Regions from separate parts of the Mus musculus genome. Here regions 2, 3 and 4 are each linked to region 1. The links are chromatin contacts, called in public HiChIP or PLAC-seq maps. All regions are on one chromosome and are shown on one strand. Each heading gives the region's core, a stretch centred on a gene start, on an enhancer-like site or on the middle of the called end of the contact. The rest is flanking DNA. Distances are from core to core; before and after follow the strand shown. Region 1 holds the start of Neurl1a (neuralized E3 ubiquitin protein ligase 1A). Region 2 has its middle 26 kb from the start of Ina. Region 3 overlaps Sh3pxd2a (SH3 and PX domains 2A). Region 4 overlaps Sh3pxd2a (SH3 and PX domains 2A).

The links. HiChIP or PLAC-seq counts read pairs in DNA pulled down with a chosen protein or histone mark.
Region 2: an HNF4G HiChIP or PLAC-seq map of pancreatic cancer cells shows a contact between it and region 1. The contact joins the enhancer-like site here to the promoter of Neurl1a in region 1. A contact is called at or near these places in 5 of 484 Hi-C or Micro-C datasets (the Ba/F3 cell line, the G1E-ER4 cell line, the N1E-115 cell line and 1 more) and 1 of 115 datasets of contacts at active chromatin or transcription factors (pancreatic cancer cells).
Region 3: an HNF4G HiChIP or PLAC-seq map of pancreatic cancer cells shows a contact between it and region 1. The contact joins the enhancer-like site here to the promoter of Neurl1a in region 1. A contact is called at or near these places in 12 of 39 promoter capture datasets (the C10 cell line, the HPC-7 cell line, cranial neural crest and 8 more), 43 of 484 Hi-C or Micro-C datasets (3T3-L1-derived adipocytes, the CH12 cell line, ECoMG myeloid progenitors and 29 more), 16 of 115 datasets of contacts at active chromatin or transcription factors (bone marrow-derived dendritic cells, bone marrow-derived macrophages, craniofacial prominence and 9 more) and 2 of 9 other capture datasets (embryonic stem cells and liver).
Region 4: a contact with region 1 is called in an HNF4G HiChIP or PLAC-seq map of pancreatic cancer cells. The contact joins the enhancer-like site here to the promoter of Neurl1a in region 1. A contact is called at or near these places in 4 of 39 promoter capture datasets (the C10 cell line, cranial neural crest and liver), 1 of 15 datasets of contacts at CTCF or cohesin (the NIH/3T3 cell line), 10 of 484 Hi-C or Micro-C datasets (adipose-derived mesenchymal stem cells, bone marrow-derived macrophages, cerebral cortex and 5 more), 8 of 115 datasets of contacts at active chromatin or transcription factors (cardiomyocytes, embryonic basal ganglia, embryonic fibroblasts and 4 more) and 3 of 9 other capture datasets (adipose tissue, liver and pancreatic islet).

What each region holds. Positions count from the first base shown.
Region 1 is chr19:47,176,049-47,181,441 of GRCm38.p6, reverse strand. It overlaps Neurl1a (neuralized E3 ubiquitin protein ligase 1A), which reads right to left and starts at 2,622. Exons shown (of 6, transcript NM_021360.4): 1 at 1,891-2,622. The coding sequence starts at 1,975.
Region 2 is chr19:46,986,178-46,991,570 of GRCm38.p6, reverse strand. It overlaps a transcript of Nt5c2 not described here. Among named protein-coding and RNA genes, the nearest start is that of Ina, 26 kb to the left of the region's middle. Within about 2 kb of position 2,655, at least 127 of the 459 cell types and tissues checked have an H3K27ac peak or open chromatin away from gene starts, as enhancers often do. A contact at or near this core is called in the Ba/F3 cell line, the G1E-ER4 cell line, embryonic stem cells and 1 more, where this site is marked.
Region 3 is chr19:47,353,992-47,359,384 of GRCm38.p6, reverse strand. The region is part of intron 5 of Sh3pxd2a (SH3 and PX domains 2A); the gene reads left to right. Among named protein-coding and RNA genes, the nearest start is that of Gm29834, 70 kb to the right of the region's middle. Within about 2 kb of position 2,639, at least 40 of the 459 cell types and tissues checked have an H3K27ac peak or open chromatin away from gene starts, as enhancers often do. A contact at or near this core is called in bone marrow-derived macrophages, embryonic cerebral cortex, hippocampal neurons and 1 more, where this site is marked.
Region 4 is chr19:47,313,466-47,318,858 of GRCm38.p6, reverse strand. Sh3pxd2a (SH3 and PX domains 2A) reads left to right here. Exons shown (of 15, transcript NM_008018.4): 8 at 4,693-4,824. Among named protein-coding and RNA genes, the nearest start is that of Gm29834, 29 kb to the right of the region's middle. Within about 2 kb of position 2,373, at least 150 of the 459 cell types and tissues checked have an H3K27ac peak or open chromatin away from gene starts, as enhancers often do. A contact at or near this core is called in the NIH/3T3 cell line, adipose tissue, cerebral cortex and 6 more, where this site is marked.

The DNA of each region.
Region 1 (5,393 bases), core at 1,373-3,872:
GGGGGAGAAGGGGAGAGGGATATATGTGTGTGTGTGTGTGTGTGTGTGTGTGTGTGCAGATAGACACATATACATATATATATATGAAACTAACTTAAAAATATTAACTTATTTTTATTGAACACATTTTTTAAAGAAAACATAAATTAAAAAAAAAAGAAGGGAAATCCCATATGATTCATTTCCCAGCACCTTTGAGAAATGTTCCTTCTTGGCTCTTATTTATTTGTAATTACTGCTTTTTCCTTTCGATCGACATAACCGCCTTTTAGCAAAATGGGAAGCACAGAGGGGACGGGGGTCACAAAGTCTTTGTCGCTTTACAAACCGTTCTTATGCTGTGAGCACTTCCCCAAGTCATCAGAGTCTTTGAAAATGTAATCTTAGTGATGGCACATCCTCCCCCATGATTCCTAGGCATTTAGCTTGTGTTCCTCGTCTAAGTGATACTGTCAGGAGCATCCTAATGGCCGTAAGTACCACCTGCATCTCCATTTTCCTCCCATCAGTTCTATGAGGAATTACAAGGTCAATAAACATGACACTAGAGGACCTTTGCAAGTGTCACCATATTAATTTCCAGAAATCCACCAAGACCCACTAATTTTCCGGAGCAGGGTAGAGGTGAAGTTCTGAAAGACTGGGTTAGAATGCAGGACAGTGGTACATCTGTCATCCCTTCTCCATCCTGAAGCTAACTGCAAGAAGAGACAAGAGTTCCAAGCCTCTAGGGTCTGAAGCCTAGCTGTTTCTAATTCAAGAAACAAGCCTCAGTTCCCCTCCTCTGTAAAGTGAATATGGTTACTGTTGCTCTGCTGACTAAAACCAGAGAATGTCTGTACTCCCTGAAAAGGGACCTGTGAACATCCTCCATGAACACCAAGGCTCTGGGCTAAAGGGTACTCTACTACCCTAGTCATATCCTGGGAGACTTGAGGAACTTAAGTTGTTTTGTGCCATGCTGTGGGTTTTGTTTTGTTTTGTTTTTTAATTGTTCTTATTGCTGTTTAGGAAGCCCTGGGACTTTTAGCTATCACTGTGCCCCTAGAACTAAGTGCAACCTGTCTCTAATAAAGATGAAAAAAAAAAAAATCAGCTTTCCAGAGAGAATTAGCTGGGTCCAGGCGCCCAGGAAACCAAGCAGCATCTTCCAAAGGTCAGAGACATGTTGGAAGCTGGAAGGCCTGGGGCAGAGCCTCGGGCCTCCCCCAGAGGGTGCTGGATGGGCCATAGACAGCAAACCCTCCCGATAACGTTCCATCTGTTTGGAAGCTCCCTTCCCCTCTTTCTAGGGTTCAGACCAGATACTTTGTCTTTGGATGCACAAAACAAACAAACAAACAAATAAACAAACAAAACCAAACAACCTGACTCAGACGGTGCAAAAGATCACCCACTTGCAAAGACCCCGGGAGCACGCGTCTGCCCTTCTAGTCCTGAATCTCTAAGACCCTCTGCTTGGAAATGCAACTAGTGCTTCCAGCGGGATCTCCCCCAGCCCTAGGCAAATGCAAAAAAGACCACAATGACTCTCTTGGGAGGCTCATCTGGAAAAACCTAGGTTTCCCTCCACACTGCCCTATCCAGCCGGCAAATGTTTTTCCCACCTCTTCTCACCGCTTAGCATCACTGGAGGGGACTCCAGTGACGTTGCCAGGGCAGATAAGGAGAATTGCGCAGACCCCCACCGACCGCCATCCTCCCTCATCTCCACCATCAGCACCGGTCAGCTGCCACCACAGCCCACCTCCACTGTCAGAAGCGCCTCTCCCGCCCTCCAAATGCACACAACAGGTGGCACCTGCCGGTCGTCCCCAACCGCACCCCTGCCCACCACTCCACCTGCGCCGCAACCCTCCCTGCAATTGCTCCCCGGTCAGCGAAGCCTACCTTTGAGGTTCTGGGGGTGGCCCCGCGACGCGCGGCTCGGGTTTCCTCGCTGCAGAGAGGAGACACTGGAGAAGTTGTTACCCATGGCATCGGCCCCCCGGGGGTGCTCCGGCGGGAGCCAGGCAAGGCTGGGCAGGAGCGGAGGAAAGGTGTGCAAGTGTGTGCGCGCGCGGGTGCGCGCTGCCAGGGGAGGGCCCTGGCGGGGCTGCGACCGGGGGCGGGCGGTTTGCTGTCTCCGGCTCTCCCTGGGCTTGGCGGTCTTCGCTCGGCGGGTCCTGCCCGCCGTGGGGGTCCTCGCGCCACCCGGCTACCGGGCTCCCATGCCCCGCGCCCGGGGCGGCCCGGCCCCTGGGCCCCGGCCCGCGGCGCGAGCCGCTGCGCTCTGCCTGGTGCTGGAGCTCGGATTCCGGCTGCGGGTGGGCGGCGCAGCGGCGGCGCGCTCCCCGCGGGCCATAGAGTCGGGGCTCGGCGCGCGGCTGCTCGGAGGCTCGTCGGCGGGCTCGGTCCCCGCCCGCGGGGACGGCCGCGGCGACGTGCGTGGCGCCCTCCCGCCCGCGGGTGAGCTTGCAGCGCCCGGCTCGTGTGGACCGCCCCCGCTCCCGCCAGGTCCCTCCCGAGGCCGCCGCCCCCAACCCCCGCCCTAGCGTCGCCAGGACTCCGGGGCTCCGGTTGTTATGGCGACAGCTGCGCAGGTTAATGAGCGTCTTAGTGACACGCGCGCGCCCGCTCTGCCAGATGTGGGTCTCGGGGCGCGCCGCGTTCCCGCTGGCTATAAGTTCTCGAAGGCGCGCGGGACCCAGGGTTGGGGGCGGCACTGCTCCGGACCTGACGTCAGGAATAGATGGGAGCTTCGGAGGTTGAGCGTCTCCCTGTCCTGGGACATAGAACCTGAAAACAAGAGGAAGAGGACCGCCACAACGCTGGGAGCCCCGGAGCCAGGGCGTGGCGAGGTAGCCCTAATGGAGGCTCCCTAGCACGGGATTCAGGGCCTGGCACGTGTTAAAACGCTCAGGAGTGAGTGGATAATGAATTAAGACAATTGAGATCAGGAATACAGTCACCTCCCCTTCGCTGTAGTTGGAACTTCCAATCAGAACCCCAGTCAGACCATTTCCTGACTGTTCAAACATCCTTTGCATGTTCAAGAACGGAGAACCACAAGACCAGAAGCAAGCCGATGGGACCCAGCTCAGGTACAAACCATGAGAGAGATATCGGTTCCAAGTTGAATTATTCTGTCAGCTGGAAAACTAAGAGATTGGGGAAGGGATAGAGGGGGTGCTATAGCCTATAGTAGACCAAGGTGGCTTCCTCGAGGAAGGGGGCAGTCTGTAAATGTCCTGTTCACGTGACTCTTCCATCTGTGTAGCTCAGCACTGCTACCTGCAGGAGGGACCAGGAAGTCATCTTGGATCTGGGGCGGTTATTTCTCCCAGTGTATCATGGGGGAGAAGACAGTCCGTCTGTCCATCTCACACCTTCATCAGCCTTGCTGCTTCTCGGGGCCATCGCTCACTCTAACCGGACTTTCCCAACTCGGATCCAGAGTGAGCCCTGGGTCATGAGTGGGACACAGACATCTCCTCCATCCTTTTCTGGAAGTTTCTCCATAGGACCCATCCTCAATGTGTAGGCACAGCTCTTTCCTGACCACCCCAGCTAAGCATCTCTGCCTCTCTCTATCATTCTCCATAGGGTCATCCCATTCTCTTCGTGGCTTTTATATGACTTTGCCTAAAAGTAGCCTTTTCTGCTTGGTTAGATTCGGCTTCTCTTGATAGAGAATAAGCTTGCTGAGGGGAGAGTCGGCCAGCCACTTTCCTCACAGTGTTCTAGCTCCCAGGGCAGGGACATGCGGATTCTCAGAAGTATTTGTACAGTGAATGGATCCCCATGCCTGCCAGCAGTAAAATCCTACTGTGATCTTTAGACATCATCTCTGATCCCCTTTAGCCCCCTGTCCTGCCTTTTACTCTCCTCTGATTGCACATGTTATATCCTTAAGTTTCAGAGACTCCAGGCAAGCTAGAAATACCTGTGAAAGGTATGCTCTGGTGTTTGAGGAGAAAGACAACCAGGCCCCCAGTCCCAGCCCCAGCCCCAAGCCTCTGGGGTGCCTGGGATCAGGTGCTGACTGGCTACAGAATGGTCAGGGACTGGTGTCTTATTTATAGGCGGTGTCTTCCCAACACTTATTCCCCAAATGATGATTCATTTGTCAGCAATCTGTGGGCTCTTAACAGCTACATACATAAAGCACACACACACACACACACACACACAGAGAGAGAGAGAGAGAGAGAGAGAGAGAGAGAGAGAGAGAGAGAGAATGAGGACATACAGATTACACATAGCTGGGGAGATCAGGCATTTTATGAGTCAGAATAAATATGTGGAGCCTGTATAGAGGAGACTAATTCCCCTGGAGTGTGTGTGAAGTGCAGGGTTCTGGCTGGGATTTGTAGAGAGTGGCTGGAGAGGCTCTGAGTCCTTCTGGAATAAGCCCGCTTCTGTGGCCTGGGAAGCCTTGGTACAGGATAGGGGTGGACCCAAGGCCCCAAAGGGAGATTACAGGCCCCACACAGGCCTAAATGTGGGCCATGGGCAAAGCAGAAGAAAAATGAAGGCCAAATGACAAGAAGGAGGGAGGAAAGGCGGGAGGGAGGGAAGGAGGGAGGGAGGGAGGGAGGGAGGGAGGGAGGGAGGGAGGGAGGGCGGGCAAGCAGGCCAAAAGGCTCTCTCCTGATCCTCTGAGTAGCCTGAGCTCCAAAGGAAACTGACAGTGTTGCTTCTGAACTTGAAGGTCATAACCTGCTCAGGTGTGCCCACCCTCAGCCCCCTATTCAAACTTTAATCTCACTTTAGGACCCCAGAAGACAGACTTGGGGGATACTGGATCTCTTTGTCCCTCTTTGACCGTCTTTGTCCCTTGGTTCCTAATGTGGCCACATTCACTAACTCTCCTTTTTCTGCTTTCTCAGTTTAATTAAGGACCAGTTACTGGACATGGCTTGGGGCATAGGTTGTAATTCCCTGTTCAGCACAGTATCAGGGACAAAGGCAGGGAGCTGAGACAGTATCAAAACTTCCCCTGACTCAGAGGAAAATCATGGGAGGAAGATAGGGCTAAACTGGGCTGAGATGAGGGAGACCCCCCCCCCCCGACCCCGTTCCCCCCCCCCCCCGCCAGCCAATGTGCGGCTGTGAAGGATCATGCAGGGGTCATGCTGAGCAGAAACACCCTACACTTGTCTGCCCAAGGGCCCCTCAGTGTCACCCCTTGAACCCTTAACCCTACTTTTTTCCCCCCTGGGGAGTTCAGATTGGGGCATGGGACACCACTGTTAAATGTCAACTGGATATAGGTCTTTAGCAAGCAGGCAGGGACCTAAAGAAGGAAGTATAACCTTCTACATTGTCCTGGGTTCTGGGAACCCTTTTCTGGCTCTGGGTAAATCCATCTTGAAGAATCACAGAGTGCCAGCAGCCTTCCTTCCTTCCTC
Region 2 (5,393 bases), core at 1,406-3,905, 190 kb after region 1:
ATCTGAACAGGATTTTGCTAAAGATTTAAAGTACGGATGAGTACCACTTATGAAGTACAAAGACATAAGCCACACAGAGAGCAGACTGGCTCTTGGCTGGGATTGAGCCTAAGGCTGTTTCGGGGGCAAGGAGTTTAAGGTTTTTCCAGGAGTTACCCAGTGAGCCCAGAGAAAGACTGGTGGCCGGTCTCTGTGCAGTTGGTAAATTTACCACTAGGGGGCAGTGTTGACCAACAGCTTGTCCCTTGCCCAACTTAGGATTTGAGCCAAGGTCTTGGTTAGTGGAACACTTTGAATAGAGGTCGCAGTGCTGATCATTGCAAGCAGAGCCTGCGTGGTGAGTGTCAGGACCTAAAGGTCAGGAGTTGAAATGTATTACTCAAGGTTTTAAGAAATCTATTTATTTGTTTTTGGTTTTTTTTTGTTTTGGTTTTGGTTTGGTTTGGTTTGGTTTTGTTTGGGTTTTTTTTTTTTTTTTTTTTTTGGTTTTTCGAGACAGGGTTTCTCTGTATAGCCCTGGCTGTCCTGGAACTCACTTTGTAGACCAGGCTGGTCTCGAACTCAGAAATCCGCCTGCCTCTGCCTCCCAAGTGCTGGGATTAAAGGCGTGTGCCACCACGCCCGGCTAGTTATTTGTTTTTTAATTTTTGCGATCTCACTATGTAGCACTTGATTGACCTACAACTTGCCACGGTGACCAGATGGCACTGAGCTCACAGAGAGATCTGTCTGCTTCTGTGTCTTGAGTGCTGGGATTAAAGGCACGAGACACCACACTCCCCTTCCTTCCTTCCTTCCTTCCTCCTTCCTTCCTTCCTTCCTCCTTCCTTCCTTCCTTCCTTCCTTCCTTCCTTCCTTTCTCTCTCTCTCTCTCTCTTTCTTTCTTTTAAAGATTTATTTATTTTTATTATATGTAAGTACACTGTAGCTGTCTTCAGACACTCCAGAAGAAGGAGTCAGATCTCTTTATGGATGGTTGTAAGCCACCATGTGGTTGCTGGGATTTGAACTTCGGACCTTCGGAAGAGCAGTCAGGTGCTCTTACCCACTGAGCCATTCCCTGCCACCCCCCACTTTCTTTTAAAACTATTGATATGTTTGCATGTATCTGTCTGGTGTGTCTGTGTGTTTGTGTGTGCATGCACGTGTGTTTTCATGTCTGTGAGTGTGGGCACCACACCTGCCCTGGCTCACATGTAGAGATCAGAAACAACTTTGGATGTTGGTCTTTGCATCCCATCTTGTTTGAAATAGGGTCTCTTGTTCTCTGGTGCAACCCTAGGGTAAGTGGCCCACAAGCGTCTGGGAATTCTTCTGTCTGTGTTGCTGTAGAAATGCTAGGATGATGCACTGTAGGGCATATGGGAGCTTGTTACCAGGCAGGCATGAGAAGTGGTCAGGCTGAGTGAGCGCAAGTCCCAGGGATCTCGGGATTGAGACCGGCAGGAGCGGAGCCGTTCCCTGCCGCCTCTACCTGCCCTGGAACAGAAACCACAACACCCCACTGAGGACCGTGGTGATCAGTCATGTGGCATAAAAAACCTCAAGTACTCCACACTAATGAGGTACCTAGATAAGCCCCTGAGGGTTCAGCCAATTAGCTTCCCTTCCTGTGCACTCCTTCCCGCAAAAGGTATTTGATCCCCGGTTCACCCTGAGTGAAGTGTATGCAATTAATATCCACCATCAAATAAACCAATATGACCAAGCAAGCTGCGGGGAAGGCCTTCATCTTAAAGAGCCTCGCCTAAACTCCCGAAGAAGTCCTTCTCTCTCTTCTTCCAGAGCTCACTTGTAATCAGACTGGTCCCGCCCTTCCTGGACTCTGTCTTCCCCTTCCTGTCCAGTGCATGGATGCCCCAAGGGGAAGCATGGACCATGGACCCTGTGCCCCGACTCCCAGCTGTATGCCAGTGGCGCCCAGGTACATAGGAGACTGGGAACCACGGCATAGGTCCCAGACCCCGCAGCAGACCACCATTCTGGGGACTTCGTTCTGCCTCCCCCGAGCTGCATGCCAGCTGTGCCCAGGCATCCCAGCGGCAAGGCAGGACGCAGTTCAGCAATGCACACTACTGCAATGGCTTCTGGGTATCTACCCACAAGGCCATCTCCCCATCCTGAAAGATGTTTTTAAAAAAAAAATACTTACGAATTTATTTCTTTAGTTTTCATTTCTTTAACATCTCTTTAATTCAATAGCCAAGGAGTGAGGCAGGCATTATTATTCTCATTGAACAAATAATTTATCACTGGGTCTCTAATTATCCCACCCTACCACCCAGTGACGAATACAATCTGCTTAGCTGGCTACTGGTTAATGTAACATAATGTAACACAATATAACACAATGTAACAACTGGTGAAGTGTAACACATGGAAGGAATGTGGGCCTTGGCTTTGGCTGACTTGGAGATCATATGGGTCAGCTACTTGAGTCCAGGAGGCCCCAGCAGTGACTATACATCACTTTAGCCACCTGTAAAGGCCCCTCCCGCCAATGAATGGCTGGTTGCCATCCAGGGCTATGCAGAGAAATGCTCGCCTCTCCCCTCTTTCTGCAGGAGCAGCCAAGCAGATCATGAACCTGAGAGCCCAGCGGTTGGTTCCAGCCTCTGGGTCAGGGGGCAAGGAGGCTGAAGGGAGGGGAGTGCCTGGGCACCCTGCCACAGCTGCACCTTTAGTTAATATTTATTCTTTCTTTCTTTTGCCCAGAGACTAGGGGAGCCCAATCACAGATAGTGAAGAAAACTCCAGGGCTAGGAGAAGCTGGTTCCTGTCAGGGGTGACTCAGGCAGACCTTTACAGCAGGCAGTGCCCCCACCTGGCTCTGTGCAGGTCTTTTGTGTGGTTGTTAGAGACCACACTACTTATCTGCTCAGCAGAGCAGTCTCCTAGGAGTGCAGGAGGGTGCGGCTGGGTAATGGGTACAGAACAGTTTTATCTTTCTGCACAATGACTTTCCCTGGGGGGGAGGGGGAGACCCCTGGGTCTCTTCAGGGCGTGGCACCCCTTTTCATTAAAACTGCCTTGTCTTTCTAAAACGCATTTTGTTAGTGTTTTCTTTCCCAGAGGGGACTTGTAAATTGAGCTCCTTATTCCTCAGCGCGATATAGAGCTGACCAGAATTTCTGCCAACTCATTGTTCTTCCTCTCTGTGAGCACGGCTTCTCAGCGCCGTGAACCACCATCTTCAGAGTCATTAACGACATGATTTCTGGACCCCAGAGCAGCTGAATTTAGAATGTAGCTCCTTAGCCCCAGAGCACAGCCACTGTTGGCCCCGCGAATCTGTGTTTGGATAGTTGTACTGACTCTCGTGGAGGCTGTAGCGTAAGGACCGTTTGTTCAAGCAAGACCACAGCATTTCCTGACCTGAGCGGTTGAGTTGTAGCCACTTTCCCTACTTGGGCCTTTTCTTCAACCCTCCGAAGACAGAACTTACCAGACACTTATTTTCTGATTCCTGAGGATCATTTATTTCAGATTCTTGGTTATTATATATTTTTAAAAGCAGGATGTCATTTTACAATCTGTCCTGATCTGTAATTGCCTGCATATCCCACCCATGACCTCAAACTCACACCAATCCCCCTGCTTCAGCTCCTTGCATGTAGAGACTATGTTGAACTACCAGACTTGAATCACTTCACCATTCCCGACCTGTGACGACATGACTGCCACTTCAGTCAGGCACACCCCGGATCTTGTCATGACACTGGGGCTCAGCAATGCCAGCCTTCTGGTTTCTGGCCAGAACGTCCTGTCTTTAGCCTGCTTACTTCCCCAATACCCAAGCCTGCTCCCAACTGCCTGCCTGCCTGCCTGCCTGCCTGCCTGCATCTCTCTTTGAAAATAAATGGCCTTGGGCTTCGGAGATGGCTCGGTTGGTAAAATGCTTGCACAGGATCTGAGTTCAATCCCCAGAACCTATGTAAAGATTTTTGGGTGTGATGGTGTGCCCTTGTAATCCCATCGTTGGAGTGGCAGAGACAGGAGGATCCCTGGGGCTGTCTAGTCAGGAAAAGGCTCAGTCTCCAAGGAGGCAGATGGCCTGATGATGAAACCCGAGATTGTCTTCCAGCTGCTACATGTGTGTGTGCGCGCGCGCGCGCACACACACACACACACACACACACACACACACATGCATGGTTTTTTAAAGGCAGTAATGGCTCCCTTTCTTCTTTTACCACTTCTCATCTGAGTACACACCCTGGGTTGGGGACCTTAGTACCACCCCCACCCCACCCCCATCATTATATCTCCCTTCCCTTCCTCTTGCCTTTGTCCTTCCTGACTTCTTTCTGACTACTCAAAAACTCATCCCAGCAAGGCCTCTTCTGGTAGCCATGAGCTGATGCTGTAAGTGTCTCGCACATTGGAAGAGAAGGCGGTGCCCCTGCTCGCTCAGCCTGGCCCTGTTCCTTTGCCCTCCAGTGCAGTAACTCCTAAGGCAGTCGTGAGCTGCCTGACATGGCTGCTAGGATCCGAACTCACATCCTGTGGAGGAGCAGCAGGTTCTCTTAACTGCTGAGCCATCTCTCCAACACTGAAATTACATCTTTTTTTTTTTTTTTTTTCGTTTTTTTTTTCGAGACAGGGTTTCTCTGTATAGCCCTGGCTGTCCTGGCACTCACTTTGTAGACCAGGCTGGCCTCGAACTCAGAAATCCGCCTGCCTCTGCCTCCCTAGTGCTGGGATTAAAGGCGTGTGCCAACACGGCCGGCTGAAATTAAAATTGCATTTTAAATGGGGTTATTGGATATTAGGTTCCCTTATGGGTTTTTTTTTTTTTTCATATCTCCTTCAGTCTGGCTAACCTCCTAACCCCCTTGCGTCCCCATCCCCCACCCTTTCCCTCCTGAAGCATCTCTACCTTTCTACTTCCCTCCCCCTCTTCGGCCATCCCCCCCTCCCCCCCACGGCTTTCTTCTGGTTTTCTGGCTTCTGCAGGTATGAAATGCAAAAAACTAAAAATTCAAAGCTGGGATCTGCATATGAGGAGAACATGCAACATTTGTCTTTCTGACCTTGGGTTACCTCAGTTAGTATACAATTTTAAAGTTTTCTTCATTTTCCTAGAAATATTATAATTTCTTTTTTTAACAGCTGAATAAAATCTGTGGGTGCGTGTATGTATGTGTTGTGTGTTTATGTGTGTATGCCTCTGTGTGTGTGTGTGTGTGTGTTGTGTGTTTATGTGTGTATGCCTGTGTGTGTGTGTGCATGTATGTATGTGTTGTGTGTTTATGTGTGTATGCCTCTGTGTGTGTGTGTGTGTGTTGTGTGTTTATGTGTGTATGCCTGTGTGTGTGTGTGCATGTATGTATGTGTTGTGTGTCTATGTGTGTATGCCTCTGTGTGTGTGTGTATGCGTATGTGTGTGCATG
Region 3 (5,393 bases), core at 1,390-3,889, 180 kb before region 1:
TCCTCCCACTTCCTGAGGCCCAGGCTCCTCCCACTTCCTGCCGGGCAGCGGTGGTTGATCCAGGACCAGCTGGTAAAACTAGGAAGTCCCAGGAGGAGATGGACCGATCACCTCATTTCCCCATGTCCTAGGTGGTCTAGGACAGAGGGAACTATCAGCCTGCCTCAGACCCAGCAGGGGGACAGTGTAAGGGCACCTTGGCAATGCGGCCAGGTTTCTGAGAGTTTGAGGTGACTGTTTTTGGGGTCCCCACGTTCTCAAACTCAACTGGCCTGCTTGCAAGGCAGGGCACCAGCTTTACCTGTGACATTTTAGTCAGAATTCAGGATGCATTGTGGCTGGGAGCAGAGCCTTGGTGGCAGTGGCTTTACAACCTGTGTAAGTCGCTCAGCCATCCGTGGGCTGGTTAGAGCAACAGACGCCGTGTGGAGCACGCCTTGGCTGCTTCCCCCGCTCTTCTCACCTCTCCCTGGGACGGAAATGGAAGGTGGGAGAGAGGTCCAGGGAGAGTCCCTCCTGCAGTCTTCCTTTACGCCTAGGTATTTACTGAGCACCTACTATATGCTAGGAACTACACAGGCCAACTCAAGGCTACAACTAGGTTTGAATCTTGCACTGAGTTAATCTTAGTGGTCCAGTCAGAACACACAGCGCTGCTGTGACCTTCAGTGGACCACTTCTCTTCAAACCCCTGATTCTTATTTTGTACCCAGGTTCAAAGGTTCCTCTCCCGATCCCGTACAGATGGGAAACTGGTAATGAGAACGGACCTGGCTCTAGCTGTAGGTTATGTTTGGAGGCGTCTCACAGAGCCCTCCCTCCAGGTTCTTCCCCTAGGTGCTTAGGCAGCCAGCTGGTCTCCGGCTGAGGCACTGGGGTTGAGAGCCAGCCCCACCTTATGCTGGGCTGCGTCCTGGTGAGACCCTCAGCTAGGCAACTCTATTCATCTGTCATCATTCGTCTGGCCAGGGACATGGGCCACCCTGTGCTCCCAGCAACCCATCCGCGGCCACTGGCTAATGCACAGAGAATCTCTTCATAGAATCGGTCTTACCCAGCCCGGCCCAGTGGCTGTGGGTCAGAGAGAGATTGGATGAGGAAGGGCACAGGACTCTGTAAGTGCATTCTGCCCACCTCCACCACAGTCCCTTCTACCTGGGTGCAAAGGTGCCCACGGGAAATGTGTCCGCACCGAGGAACAGAGCCTCTGTGTCCCCGCTACCATGCTGGATAGACCAACAGGAGGGACGAGGATTCAAAAGCCCTTGTCTGGCCTGACCGTCACTCCAGCAAAGGTCAGTGAGGGCTTGGTGCAGGCCGAAAGGCTGTCGTCAGGGCTGACACAGGGTTTCTGGCTCCCTTAAACAAGAGCGTAGGGAAAATATAGGGGTGCCTCTACAGGGTGACCTGGGGTCCTGGTATTTTTCTCACATTGTGCTTTCTGTTCTCCCCTGATCCCCAGCCTTGGGAGGAGTTGGGGTGTGGGTGTCTCTCATTTCCACATACTTCCTGTCTCATGGCTGAGGCCCAGGTACCCTGGGGCATCTCCATCAGGACAGGTAAGCCCCATCTACCCACCCACGCAGGTCTATCCAGCAGGCAGGTGTTCTGCCTCCCCCAGGACGGGTGGCCCCTTTCTCCTCAAAGCCCAAAGGCTCATTCTGACCATAGCTGTCTACTCTTGAGTATAACCCCCCAGTTGGTGACCTCTCAGGGACAGTGCAAATCAGAGCTGAACTTAAAACTGGGCCTTCTCCACTCTGACGCAGGCCTTCTGATGGCACCAGGGAGAAGGCTGTTCATCAGCTGACTATATACTTTGTGAGGCCCAGGGGCCAATGTCCGAGGTACAGCCTCATCCCTGGCAAGGAAACTCAGTCTGAGGGAGGAAGGCACTGCAAGGGAGTGCTCACCCTGTGGGAGGCAGCAGATAGCATCACAGGTGCTGAACCCAGCTCCACCTCCACCTACTTGGTGCTTAATTGTTTAAGGCCCAGGGCTCTTCTAACAATGGCAGCTGCTGATCCAGTGGGGCAGGAGAAGAGATTGTGTAGGCTCAGGGCTTCCCACAGCACCGGGCCAGCCTGGTCAGGTGCTCGGAGGCTCGCATAAAGAGCATAAAGGCCTTCTACCTGAGACCAAGGGATGGTCAGCTACTCAAGTCAGAGAGCAGGTGGGGACACCTACCCGGAGGGAGTCTGCAGCCAACCTCAGGAAAGAGGCTGTCTCTGAAGGAGCCTTAGGAAGTGTTCTGAGAGGAGGTGGGTACAAGGCCATTACTAGCTCCATCGACACTGGCATCAGATATGGGGACAGAATCTGGGTGTCTCTGAGTTCCTCCTGGCTCTGATATCTTGTGGTCCTGTCAGAACTAGGTGCCTATTGCTGTGGTCCAAGTGTGTAACAACTTAGGTATAATGGCTATAAGAGCAGAAAACACAAGCAAGCAAGCAGAGAAACAAACAAACACTACCTCAAAGTGAGGAGCAAGCTTTCTGAAATCCCTAGGATCCTTTGCTATAGTGGTCTGTAAGGCGCTTAAGGTTGGAGTTTGAGCGCCAGTCTAACTTTGAGATCCTTAGAACCAGTGCCTCATTCCAGATCTGTGTGTATCTTTCGCCACCTGGTGGTAAGACTGAGTATTACAGCCACCTGCATTGGTACTGTCTGTCTATTGTTATTCTCCCAGGAAGCTGGTAATCCCTACTTCAGTTGAGGCAAATGGCTGTATCTCCACCCCCTCCCCACCCCCACCCCAAGGTGTATGTCTATAGAGACACCAGGGGTGGTCCTGGAGACTTTCCTCTGGCCTCCAGAGCTCCTGGATAAAACTCTAAGGATGGGCGCCATCTGGTGGGCACAGGAAGCCTGTTCCAAGAAGCACCCAGAAAAATCTAGGCTTCCTCCCACTAACTATAATCAATCCCTCTGGCTCTCTAGCAGGTAGCCAGCTTACTTGTCACTGGGGCAGAGGTAGAGGTGGAGGTGGGGGTGATCAAGAGTGCATACAGCTGACTTTGTGTCCCACCCAGCCTAGAACTGCCACTGACAGGCTGTGAGCCTGAGAGTCTAACTCAGTGCTGAGGCTCAGACGCTCCCCCCCCCCCCCCCCCCCCCGCCAGCTACATCCAGCCTTTCAAATGGTCTCAAGTGTACCACTGATGTGACAACTAGCAGCCCAGTCCCCACTGTGTGGCTATCACTACCAATTTCAGAATATGTTTACCACTCTTCCTGGAAAGTGTATCACCACTGCATTACGGCTGGTTTGCTTGCATGGATGTCTGTGTACCATTGGGCCCAGATTTAGTGACTGAGAGGGCCTTATCAGGCATACCACCGAGACCAGATCACCCCAAGAGCAATATTTACCTTGGCTTACCATCCGTCATACCCAGTTCTTGCAGTTCATTTGGGAGATGACACCGGGCAGGGAGAGAGGGAGGGAGGCAGCCAGTGTTAGTAGTAACAGCTCTGCAGGAGCCAGCAGCTCAAGCTATAGGCGTGCCTGACTCCAGGGATGCCCAGCACCCCTGTCAGCCCACATACAGCCCACTGGCACACAGCAATTGTGGGGAGTCCCAAAGGCCTGAGTGAGTTAGACATGGGTGATGTACACTGTGCTAAGGGTGACTCACTGGGCTTCTCTCATGTCCTATTCCTGGGAAGCCAACCTCCCCAGCTCTAACCCCAGGGCCCTGTCTTCCTTCTCTTCTCTCCCTTCAGTGCCTCATCGTCTGATTTACCCTCCCTCCCCATCTCTTTCACAGCCACCTTGACATCTTCTTTCCGTCTCACAGCCCCAGAGATAAGGAGTGAGCTCTTTTGAACCTGAGACCCAGTAGGTTCTCTGCAGATACAGTACTGAGTGGAGCATCTAGTTGGTGCTACTGTGAACATTGACCCTACCTAGTGGAGACTGGACTGGCACTGCCTCGGGGCACAAGGTCTGTGCTGCCTGGAAGAGGCAGGGATGCTCAGGGGGGCTGCACTGCTGGTGTCTCAGGTACAGTGGCTGAATAGGAAGCAATCTAACAGCTATCCAGTCCAGGAGGGCTCCTGCCATGGGCCTTGGAGAACCCATGGGGCCCATATACAGGAGAGGCTGTGGTGGGGAGCAGCCTCCTGGGGAGTCTCTAGGGAATGGGGTTAGGCATATCTACCACAGGCATGTCACGGTGAGCCAAGCGCTGTCAGAGACGTGGTTTCGAAGCTACATGGCGGGAACACTTGACCAATGTAGGGCTCCTGTCACTGTTGGGATCGGTAATCGGGACAGCAATGAGGGATTCTTCCCGTCTCCCCACCATTGAGAAGGCAGTGTTTAATGGGGGTGGGAAGGGTGGTTCAATAGCAACTGCCACCATTCCTGCCCCTATCTGGGCTCCAGAACCCGAGGGAAGCAAGTCTGTGGGAGACCTAGAGCTGATAAAACCCAGTCTAATCCTGGAAACTGAGGCATAAAGAAGGCAAAGCTAGGCCTGAAAACTAAGTCTTGACACCCCAGTGCTGGACTGGCCTTTGGGGTCCATCAGAGTTACACTTGGACACGCTCAGAAATGTAACACACACACAGTCGGTAGGACATTGGGAAGCCCCCAAGCTGGCGTGGGGAGGCTCTTTGCTGAGTTTCCCCAGCCACAAAGGCCCTTGGCTGGGAGCCGCTGGCCTGCCTGTTGAGCCCACTGTGTGGAATGTGGCAGCCGCCTGCCCCTTTGTGGAGCGGCCTCATTAAGTCCGCCTCTTGGCCTGACACACTGAAGACATCTAGACTTGGCATTCATTCGTTCCCTTTCCCTGGGATCCAGGAGCCCCCAAGGAGGCCTGGCAGCCTCACAGCAGAGGGGATTCCTGGGAAATCTGAAAGCAAAGGGGCAGCCATATCACAGGGGTCTTGGGACCCCCAACTCTGCAACCTAGCAGCCCTCTGACCTCGGCAGAGTGCTTTACCCACAGAGTCCGACTCTCTTCCCATCTGTGCAGAGATGCTCTATCATCTCAGCCTAGCTACATCCCTCCCAGGTCCGTCCTGTCCACAGCCCAACCTCATCTCCCCCTCAGTGCCCACCTTTAGTCCCCTGTCTCAGACGATGCTATCAGTTTGCCTATGGATCTTGGCTCCCCTAAAAAGCCTCCACCACAATAACCATGGGGCCAGTGCAGAGTGGCCAGCAGTGCAAAGGGAGGGGGAGGAAGACTGTGTTGAGGCGAGCCTAGCAGGTAGCTCCGTACTTTATTACGCTCAGAAATATGGGTGCGGGATTATTTACAGGAGCAGGAATGACTCACAGGCAGATGAATCACGAAAGCCCACCCCGGCCTGGGTGACAGCTCACAAAGCTAGGAATCTGATGCACAGCACACACCCTGCAGACAGTTTAACAGGTTGGAGA
Region 4 (5,393 bases), core at 1,124-3,623, 140 kb before region 1:
CTGGCATCCAACCTGCAGTGGCTCGGGGTGGCTCTGAGCTGGCTCTCTGCAGCTGGTAGGCCCATGCCTGCCTGGAGGTGGGTCTAGGAGAGGCATATTGTGTTTAACCCTCTCCACCCTCTTGGTGCTGTACCTTTTTCCATGAGCTGCTTCTGGTAGCGAGGCTTTTAGTTCCTCCCAAGGCTCCCATAGCCTCTGCTCTCTGAACAGCTGTTTGTGCTTTACACAGGGGCTCTCGCCCCTGTAACTTCAGCGCCTTCACAGACCCTCTCCTGTTCCTGTTTACAGATGAGGACCCTAAACTCAGGAAGGGTAAAGTGTCCTCCCCAAGGTCACAGAGCAAGCAAGGGCAAGGCAGGACTGCACCCCAGAGCCTCTGACACTGATGCTAAGTTTGTGTTCGGGAATGTTGGGTGATGGCTGTGTCTGGGTCATGTCCTATGGCACCGGTATCAGAGGTGACTAGTCTGAAGCACATGGTCTGGTTGGAGAGCCATTCCCACCCAAGAGCCCGAGAGAGAAGGAGAGATGCTGTGTGCCTGGTGTGCTCAGGGAGCCTCCTAAGAGGCAGAGATGCTGAGGTAGGCTTGAGATGGGAAAGCATGTAGGGCGACGGTAGGGCCTACGGGAAAGGCTTAGGACGAATGCACATGGGGTCACCGTGGGCGCTCAGTTCATGTGCTGAATAATGGATGCTACGCGGAATGGTGGAGGAGTGTCAGAGGGCCAGGGGAGCACCAATCACAAGAAAGACTGGGTTTGAATTTGTCCCTTATTCTCTAAGTCATGAGGAGCCCATTGAGGGTGTGGAAGCCAGGAAGTGACTTGGCAAAGGTCTGCTGTAGAAACCTAAGTTGACAACAACCCCCCCCCCCAAATTTCTATTCAGATGGTAATCGGAGGAATACAGGTGTTGAGGCTGGGGTAGGGTAGAGACCCTTCGGTAGGCTGAGCCAAGGGCTCTAATAAAGCATAAGGACCCACCTCTTGTGCAAAGGCCCCTTCTAACACAGGAGAGGCAGTGCTCTCTAGAAGGGCCCACCCCTCTGAGCAGAGCCAAAACCTCATCTGAGCACAAGGGGCTCCCTCCCCCTCCATCAGGCAGACGCCTCCAGATCCCAATTTTCCAGGCCTTGCCTGCCTTGGAGGGGATCCAGGGCTGCTGCTACAGATGACATCACCGCCCACCACCAAGCCTTTTCTCATCTTAGTGCCCTCCACCGCTGCGCGCAGCAGCACCCCAAGAGGTAGATGCCTGAGCAAGGGGAGAGCTGGGAGCCTGTTGGCACTGGGGGTGAAGAGAGAGACCCACAGCTAGTGCAGCTGTCTCCCAAGAAGAGTGACAGCTTGCCTGCCCGTGCTGTGTGACCCTGGAGAAGGTTTTCTTCGCTTTACCTTCCTGAGTCCCAGAATGCTAGCCTAGCCATTAGAGGATCTAGCCAGTTTTCCAGGCAGACTGGATGAGGCCCGTGAGTGTGTAGATTTTTCCTCTGCTTTGAAATCTTGCCTCAAATTTTTCTTGGCTTGGATCAAAATGAGCTGATATCTGTCCCCTTGCTGGCACCTCTTCTTTGTCCTCACATCCCTGTCCGCCATCTGGCCTCGATCCCAGGGCTGCTTGTTCCTCATTGCCCCAGCTTCTTGTCCCTTTCCCCGCTTCCTGTTCAGTCACTTATTGTCCCCGTTTGGGATCTAAGGCCCTTCCTGCTTTACCCAGACGGACACATAGTCGCAGCATCTATCTGGAAGTACATCTGTTACACACTCAGTGTCTACCACTGATGGATGCCTGGGCTAGTCAACAGAGATAACAGCATGGATCTGTAAAAATCCCAAACTCCAGTGTTCACCTGGCGCCACCTGTGTGCCAGGTGTCTGAGGATGCAGGTGGGGCAGGGTCCTTCTTAGAGACTAAGAATCAGCGGCACCTGTAGGCCACGTGTGCCGCAGGAATTAAGAATGTGCTCGGTGGCATAGACTCGGGTACTGTCTGTCCCAGCTGAGGAGGCTGCTTCCTCTCGTGACATTCACGTTGCACACGTGCAACACGAGGCTGTGTGGAGCCTACTGTGGGAACTGTGCTGCAGTTGGGTGCTGAGTGTGGACTGACCCCAAGAGGCCCTGATGAGGACTTGCATGAGTGGTGCTGCCGGGACTTGGAGGCTCTCAACTGCTACAGAACTCCTGCCGCTGGCCCCCACGCCCCCATTTGGATCTTGTATTCTCCCTCATTTTTTCACACTTAAGGTCCTCTCGGTGTCTGGCTGCTTTTTAGTTGTGTTACACTTGCACTGACAAGCACTTATATCCCCTAGGGCACAGTCGAGAGGGTGACAGGGGGTGGCGCCTGTCAGCCCAATGCCCAGTCTATTGCTAGCTGGTGCAGAAGCTGCCAACTGTGTGTACAGAGGCGGGGCTGCCCTTCTGCCCAGCTGTTGGGTTGTGCTTCTGCCTGAAATACAATTCTGGCTTCGCAGGGGGCTGCCTGGGGCTTGCCTGTGTGCACTCATGGGGTACACCTCAGCTTCTGAGTCTCCAGAGGGTACGGCTGTGGCTGCAAAGCCCCACATCTGTGAGAGAAAAGTACCAGGCCCATGGGAGGCTCTCCCAGGAGAGCCTCTTTTGATCTCCTAGCATCTTCTGGCCACAGACCCTGAAAGACCCTTCTTCACAAAGGTCACAGAGGTCTAAACAGTGCCTCTCACTTTGGCTGCATATCTGAACCGTGGGACAAGATGGGCTATGCAAAGTGATTCACACTGAGGCCCCACCCATTAAAACTGGCTCTCTGAAGCCTGGGCATGAGAGTTTGGGGATTAAAGGCTCCTGTGACATGTCTAAGCAAAGGGTCATTGTGTCAGAAGGACAGTGTGTGTGTGTGTGTGTGTGTGTGTGTGTGTGTGTGTGTGTAAACAGACCAGAATTCTGTGATTAGAAGAGAGGCGGACTTGAACCTTCGGAAAGTCCATGAGTGTGTGTTTCGGCTGTCTCTATATGAGCTGTGGGAACTACATGTGCCTCTTCAGCTCCTCTCTGAGCCTCTCATTAATTTATGAGGTAAACGGGAAGAGAAGGGCCGTCTCGAGGTGGACTGAAGCCATACCTGCCTGGCATGTGAGTCAGACTCAGTCATGCAGAGGGAGGGGTGTGTCCGAGGGGTGAGGCACCACAAGAGACTGGAAACGCCAGGCCATTTGTATGGCCACACTAGTGGTGTTAAGCCCCAGCCTTCCTGAACATGGGTAGAGGTTTGCATTTGTTTTGGTTCTGAGACAGGTTTCTTGACTGGCAACCCGGGCTAATGTTGAACTCCTTCCTGATTCTCCTGCCTCAGCCACTACTGTGGGAATTACAGACTGACTGGCAACTATATGGTTGTAAGAAATGTACTAGGAATTCCCTCGGGGGTGGAGCGTCTGGGAAGGCTTCCTGAAAGAGGTGATTAGTCATTTTCTGGCTTGTGGATTTGTATAAGGCTAGCAGGGCATACTGTCTTTGGGAGTGTCCACAGTATCAGTTGAAGAGCAGGAAAGATGTGACGGCACATCCAGCCATATACCCTTTAAGCCGAGATGGCACCCAGCCTGTCCATTTGCCAGCTTGGTGCTTGTTTAATGAATGTCACACCAATACAGTGGCCAAACAGGACAAAGAACTGCCTTGCTCCTGGAAGCAGGACTCACAGGCCCTCTCTCTGATACACCCTGGCCTTTGACTCCAAGGCTTTTAAAACTTCCCAGCACTTAAAGACAAGGGGAACCGGGCAGCCTCTGCTGGCTGAGATGGCAGAGAGACCCAGGAAGGCTCCTCTGGAAAGCCTAAAGCTGCTATCTGCCTGGCCCCTGGAGAACCAGGAGGACAGGAATGGAGCCGAACTTGGGGAAAAGTTGGCGTGGGGAGGGAGGGGCGCTCGGCCCGCCAGCGCTGGCGCTGGGACTTTCTTCTTGGGTTTCAAGTAAATAGTCTGGGCCCTCCTCCCATCCCCTGCCTCCGCCCCCAGCTCCTCATTCGACGGGTCTCATGTGTTTCTATTTAAGGGTTGCGAGTAAGCCCTAGTGATTGGCGGCCTCAAAGCCTCTTGACTCTTTGCTGGACCTCGGCTGTGGAGTTCTCTCCCTCTCCCTCCTGAGGGGAGCCCCGCTCCTTTTCTCTCCGGGTTTACAGGCTTGGGGTAGAGGCAGCCAGCCTCCTGGACCTCCCAGCCCTCTCTCTTCTTTCTCGCCCCTGTGTTCTGGCCTCAGCCTTCATGGGCCGCCCACTGTGCTCCTGTGGTCCCGCTCTCACACCCCGGCCAGCCCAAGAGTCTGGAGAGATGGGAGGCCCCGGGCCTCTCAGCAGACTCCCCCATGCCGGCCTGTGACTAACGCTTCGCACGCAGCAGCAGGCTTTTCCCTCAATTTCCTTGGCTTCCGTCTCTGCCTGTCTCTGCCTCTCTCCACCCCCTTCTCCTCCCCCCCCCCCGGCCCCTGGCTCCCCATGTCCCCCGGTCCCCGCGGTGCAGCGGGCCGGTGTGGGGCCTTGCTATATGGCCTGTCCTTGGGGCCCGGCAAGCTGCGAGCCCTGGCTACGGGCTGCTCCGCGGTGCAGAGCTGGCGACCGAGCAGCCTCCCTCGAGGGCGATGGACAGAGGGCGCCCCGGCCGCGGGGCTACAGCCGGCCGCTGGCTCACCGCGTGCTTTCTGCCCTCGCCAGGTGCCGACACCAACGCCGAGCCCATGATCCTGGAACAGTACGTGGTGGTGTCCAACTATAAGAAACAAGAGAACTCGGAGCTGAGCCTCCAGGCCGGGGAGGTGGTAGATGTCATCGAGAAGAACGAAAGCGGTGAGTGCGTGTCCACTCCTGGTTCCAGCCTGGCTCCTGGGCCCGGCTGGGTTTTTGTTCCTCTCCTCCTCCCCCCACCTCTGCAGCTATACGTTATTTCCATCTGGCAGGGAGAGGGAGAGGGCCGAAGAGTCTGAAGTTCCCCTGTTGGTTTGGGCTGCAGGCCAGCAGTTTGCCTGGTGGTGGAAGAATGTCTCCCTGGCTCGAGGCTAATTAGCTGGCTTGTGCTAATGCAAGGCCAAGGTGGTATGGAAGCATCCCTCCCTCATTCAGGGACTGACCCCGTGCCATCTGAGGCCCAGAGATGGTAGCTTTAGCTCAGAGATGCCCAATGACAGCTTTCCCTGGTCGAGCTGTGTGTCTGCCAGCTAGGATCCAGGCAGGAGTGGGAGGACCCAGCCAGCTGGTGGAGAGGGCAGGCATGACATCACAATAGGTTCCAGAGTCCCCAGACCCCTAGCAAGATGTCTGAGGAAGGGCCAGGCCCTGTGGGAGGTTGGCTAGTGTCTGGCCAGTGAGTGGGTGGTGAGTTTGACCACCTCCTGCTGAGCTGGAAGCCACCAGGACTT